Regions from separate parts of the Mus musculus genome. Here region 1 is linked to region 2. A link is a contact called in public Hi-C data. All regions are on one chromosome and are shown on one strand. Each heading gives the region's core, a stretch centred on a gene start, on an enhancer-like site or on the middle of the called end of the contact. The rest is flanking DNA. Distances are from core to core; before and after follow the strand shown. Region 1 overlaps Gm30382 (a long non-coding RNA gene). Region 2 overlaps Gm52619 (a long non-coding RNA gene).

Region 1 (2,700 bases), core at 27-2,526, 270 kb after region 2:
AGTCTATGTTTAACAAAATTAACTAATTATAATCTGCTTAAACCACTTAACCTGTATAGCTTCTTTAAAAATCTTTGACTTTCTTTGGAAAAATAAACAATCTATCCTTACAAAGGAAATGCCTCTTTGTTTTTTGTTGGTCCTGAGATGTGTTGGCCCCAAAGAGAACAGACAGAAAAACAAGAGGAGACACTGAGATTGTTCCTGAAGCCAAAAGCACCCACAGCAAGGAAAAGGACATGTTTAGAGGTGAGGTAACTGGTTTTGGACGCCTCAGTTCAGTGACTGCTACAGGAACATTGACGTGGGCACGTAGGGACCCATCGCAAATGGCCCAATACGAGCAAAAGGTGCATCTGCCTTTCGGTATTCACACTGACTGTGGACAACTCGGTGTTTGTTTGTGTTCCACCAATTTGCACTTATTCAAGTTAGCATCAAACACACTTTTAAAAGTTCAACAAATCAAAAGAGCTAATTGCTTGCCGCTAGCTACGTTTATTTTCAACCTATGTGTCCTAATCACAGAAACACGACGGAGATGTCAAAATTCCAAAGGGTTTATAGGCACTGTGAGTGTCCCGAGAGCTAGGAAATGGCTATAAAAGAACAGAGATTATCTGTGACAACTCCGGGCTTTAAAACAGTGTGGATGAGCTGGGAACCACCTCAGGGAGAAGTAACCTCAGGCCCCGTGTGGCTGGCCGATCAGCTGCCACCTATTATTAATTCATTATAACTTACCACTTTATTTTGCAGATAAAATTGTCATTTATGTCATTCCTAAAACCAAATGACATTATAAAAGACACCCAGTGCTAAGAGAATCAGCTGAAGTATCTCTATATAGGCTAGGTTAAAAAAGGCGAGAGTCTGATTTTTTTTTTTTTTTTTTTTGACAGAAATCTCTTGGAATGCTCTCACGCTGAGGCCAGTTTGTAGACTTGTGCCTCACACTTATTCAACGATATCGAATCACGTGAGCATACTTCTACAGCTAATCAGGAATTTTTTTTCTAATTGAATTATGACCTTTAATCCACCTTCCTCTTGATTATGAATGACGTTGACCTTTACCTAATTTAAAGCAGACACTCTCATGCAAAATTATGCAAACGACACATGTAAATTCTGAATCACACTAAAGATGAGCCTAATGGACCGCTGAGAAATGGTTTCAGAAGTGTTCATCCTGGGGCCCAGTGAGGGCTGGGTGAGTGAGGGAATTCTCCAGCCTGTGGAAAGCTGCAGAGACCTAGTGCTGTTTATATATTTCCAGCTTCTATTTAGAAAACTAGCATGTCAATCAATACACACATCAATTTTGATTATTTTCCTCAGCGTTTTATGGCATTCAGGAAATGATCACCATGTAATGAAGTCAGATGAAATTATTTTTTAGGAGAGTTGGTGCACTGTGCCTGAATATTCAATTCATTTCCATTTCGGATCATCGTAGGCTACATAGAGACCCCGTGAAAGTCAGCTATGGCGCGTGGGGCGAGTTCACTTCCTGATACTGTTTCATCTCATTAAAGAGGAACTTCATGCCCATAGCAGCTGGCAGCCAGCAGTGTTGCTCAGATATATTTAGAAACTACTGTCTCAAGGAAAAAAGTTGAAAGAAGAAAAGAAGCATATTTGCATCCAGAACAAGATGAGCCCTAACTCTTTATTCTCCTTTCTTGCCTTGCCTCTCCCTCTCCGTTGTCTTTAGATCAATAAAGATGATTATGAGTGGACACCGCTTAAGGGGAGAGCAGTTTTGAGCATGCACTTATAGAGCAGACTCCTATAATCCATGCTGCCCTTCTCCGGTCATTCCATTCTACTCCAAGCAGGTATTACAAATGAGATACCACTGTTCATCAAATTATCCTTATTTTTCTTTATGTACAAAAGCATAAAAATGTTGTAAAGCTTGAAACACATGATCCTTAGTCTGTGTCTTATTTCATGCTCATTGGTGCACGCACACGCGCACACACACACACACACACACACACACACACAAACAGAGATTATGTCACAGTAGTAGGTGACTGAGGGCATTTCGCTGTCAGAATTCCTCCAAACAGTTCCTGGCAGAGAAGGATCTGCTTTTGTGACTAACATTGGGTGGCAGTGGTGGTGGCGGCAGATTGCTCTAAGTAAAATAAACAGATTGACCCCGACAGATAATAGCATTTTGCACTGCCAAATACATGTTTATCTTTTGCTATTGGCATAATGGCCCTGACAGTGCTCTTAATGTAATCTTTCTTAGGAAATTAAACAGGTTTTAATGATATGCTTATAATGGATTGGGGACAGAGTTCTAGGGAGAGAAATATCGATACTAGATGTTTGGGGGAGAATACATACATGAAGCAATGTCGAGAGGAATCAATGAACATCAGGAAGAAATCAATGGCAGTCTGTGTTTAAGGAACTCATTAACATAGTGCTCAGAGAGATCGCCAAAAGCCCACAAAGCTATGGGAGTTCTCGACATTCACCGTGCCTCACACACAGAATTCTTAGGAACAAGTCTACATCTGCCTAATTCAGAGTTCTCAGAAGTTGCCAGTCTGCCTTTCGAGCTTGGGTTCTGCAAACTCCCTGTAGTCTGGACAGATGCTGTTTATCAACTGGACTAAAAAAATAATCTGCAACCAGTGCTCTCTCCTGACGTGGCTGGGAACAGGGGTCAGCGTCTCT
Region 2 (2,700 bases), core at 170-2,669:
TAATTCACTCATCTAAAATATTTGTCAATAATATTGTTTATCAGTGAGGTAAAGAGAAAAAAAATCAGAACATAAGTAATGAAAGATAAGACGGTATTGAGAATCAGAAGCCCAGGATGAAGAGGAGTACCTGCTTACACCACTCAACCCCCACACCCCTTCCCCACAGGACAGTTGTCAAAGGTCAGGAGGGGAGCCTGGCTTTTCCTCGCGGTCACCTGCTTGCTGAGGCAGCATGATCTCCCAGCTTTCTTTGTATGGAAGGTACTTTTTCATTACGTTTGAAATTCACAGGGAGCAACTGTGCTTACATCTTTCCTAGAATTCTTTTAAAAGTGAATCCCGTTATTTAAACATTCAGAAATGTAAGTCAAAGCCACACAGACAGAAAAGGGACAGGCAGAGGGAAGGCTTTTTACGAAGCAGCCGTTAAGGGCTGGGGAGAAAACTTAGGAGGTAAAGTGATTGTGAGTCCCAGGATCTGAGTTCGATCCTGTTTTAAAAATCCTGGCCTGGTAAGGTGTGCTTACAACCACAGTGATGGAGATGCGGAGACAGGCACAGCTGCTGGGCCTCGCTGGCCGCCGGGCAGGTTCTAAGGTAATCAATGACCTGATTACATTTTCATTTCCTCTCACCGTGTTTTAGGTGAACAGCCAGAGGAGCAAGGCTAAAGGTTGACTTCTGACCTCCGTATGCACACACCCACGCCCAGGCCCTGTCTCACAGGCAAAGCTGCCATCGAACACTGAAGTGCCTGCTCGTCACTCCAGGCAAACTCAGGGCAGAAAACAAAGACGCTGAATCCTGTGGGTTACCTCTCAAATTTCAACAAAACTGTGTCAGAAGGTTTTTATCAACATAAATGTCGTCCCACCACCAAAAGCACAACAGAGAGAGAGTGTAAGAAAGACAGAGAGACAGACAGACAGACAGACAGACAGACAGACAGACAGACAGAGGCTGAGCTGTTGCCTGCTTTGCGCTCCTGTAACAAGATACTAGCAGGCCTTGTGTAGGAATCAGATCCTTTTGAGAAGATGGCATGTTTTGCCCCTTCTCTTATCCTTCAGTGCCCTTCCACTTCCTGCCAGGAGGTGATGGAGGTGATGTCATAAGAAGGGCTCACAAAAATACTGGCACCGGGATCCTGGACTTCCCTCCTTGAGAACTGCCTACAGTGCTCTGTGACAGCAACCCCAGCGGACTCACACAGACAAAGGACTGAGTTTGCCGATGCATTTAAACAGCCCAAAGAGATAAAGGCGGATGCCAAGGTAATACCTTCTCGTCGCAAGCTCATGTCATTTCATCTTGCCAACTAAATGAGTTTATGAACTGACTGGAGAGACAAGTATATTGCTCCAGCCTTGCTGCCCCGTGAGTGTGTTAGGTATTAATTGGCTGTGTCCACAGTTGCACCAGTACTGGATCTACCAGAGCGTGTGACTCACTCCCATGTGGAAACAATGACCTCCCAGAACTGTTCATGATTTCACAGAGATTTCCCAATTACTCAGAGCAGACACTATTGCACAAAATAAGGTTACCCTTTCTTTCAGTCACAACTTAGGTCTCACAATCTTGAGAGACTTGAGAGATGGTATACCAGTCACACGGGTCACAATCTTGCAGCTCTTACTGGGAGTTTACAGTTAAGAAACACCTTCTAAATGTATCTCCATGATGATTCTTGCTGATCTTCATTTAGGCATTCATTGACCTGCCTTGGGACCCTCAGTTGCATATCTCAGTGTTAAGCTGGCCAGGAGGTCATGTTTTCCTGCTCCCATGATACTTAGGACTACCAGTACCCCACTGGGGATGCTGTGCCACAGGGAGATGTCTTTCCCTGTGTGAGACATCTGAGTGAGGTGTCTCTCACCTGTCCTGGACTGTGAGCTCCCTGAAGGTAGGAACTGCCATTTGACATGTTTATTCTTCGCATCTTTCACAGGCCCAGACATTTGGTCCATGTTCAATAAAGCTTTGCTGATCAAGTCAAATAGTTACAATACATCGTGTTTATATCACATACTTCTGCTGGTTCATATGACAAATTGTTACTTATTTTTAGTACTGTTTTATTTTCATTTTGTTTTAGTTATTTGAGAGCCATTTTGCATATATGCTTTTGAGGAGGTATATATGTGGCTGGTCTGTGTGTACATGTTTGTAAATATGTATGTGTGGAGGCCAGAGGTTGGTGCTCTGTACATTGTATTTCGAGGCTGGGTCTCTCACTGAACTTGAGGCTAACCATATGGAGCCTTCCATTTATGTCAGTCCAGTGCCTGGCATTGTAGGTGATTGATGGGGGGTTGGCCTCAGGTCCTCAGTGTGTGAGGCAGGCACATGATGCCAGCAACTGAACCACCTTCCACATCCAAGAAGGACTTATAGTGCGGAAGGGTAATGATCACATTTGGGTTAACAGTACCTGAATCCTTCGAAGTCATTGTCTCACGAAAGCTGCCTGTCACTGGGTTGCTTCTAAAAATGTCTTTCCAAACAAAACAGAACCAACAAACAAAACCCCAAATTCCCTAATATATTTGCTTATCCAGACAGGTTTTTACAATCCCAAGGGAAACCCATGTAATGGGTGAGAGCCACTGCTACCTGATGTCTGCCAGTTCCTACCAACTCATGAAGTGTTCAAGTGAATCCCCTGACTTGAAATAGAAAAGGGAGTCGAAT

The links. Hi-C and Micro-C count contacts between places; a contact is called where the count stands out from the background.
Region 1: a contact with region 2 is called in a Hi-C map of liver, with 7 times the contacts expected there. The contact joins two enhancer-like sites. A contact is called at or near these places in 2 of 39 promoter capture datasets (both in liver), 4 of 484 Hi-C or Micro-C datasets (liver and nephron progenitors) and 2 of 115 datasets of contacts at active chromatin or transcription factors (both in bone marrow-derived macrophages).

The regions. Positions count from the first base shown.
Region 1 is chr3:149,435,040-149,437,739 of GRCm38.p6, forward strand. The region is part of intron 1 of Gm30382 (a long non-coding RNA gene); the gene reads right to left. A630039O03Rik (a long non-coding RNA gene) reads left to right here. Exons shown (of 6, transcript XR_376220.3): 1 at 1-2,700. Among named protein-coding and RNA genes, the nearest start is that of A630039O03Rik, 7.1 kb to the left of the region's middle. Within about 2 kb of position 1,277, at least 46 of the 459 cell types and tissues checked have an H3K27ac peak or open chromatin away from gene starts, as enhancers often do. A contact at or near this core is called in bone marrow-derived macrophages and liver, where this site is marked.
Region 2 is chr3:149,168,967-149,171,666 of GRCm38.p6, forward strand. It overlaps Gm52619 (a long non-coding RNA gene), which reads right to left. Exons shown (of 2, transcript XR_003954588.1): 2 at 1-2,700. Among named protein-coding and RNA genes, the nearest start is that of Gm52619, 5.8 kb to the right of the region's middle. Within about 2 kb of position 1,420, at least 43 of the 459 cell types and tissues checked have an H3K27ac peak or open chromatin away from gene starts, as enhancers often do. A contact at or near this core is called in bone marrow-derived macrophages and liver, where this site is marked.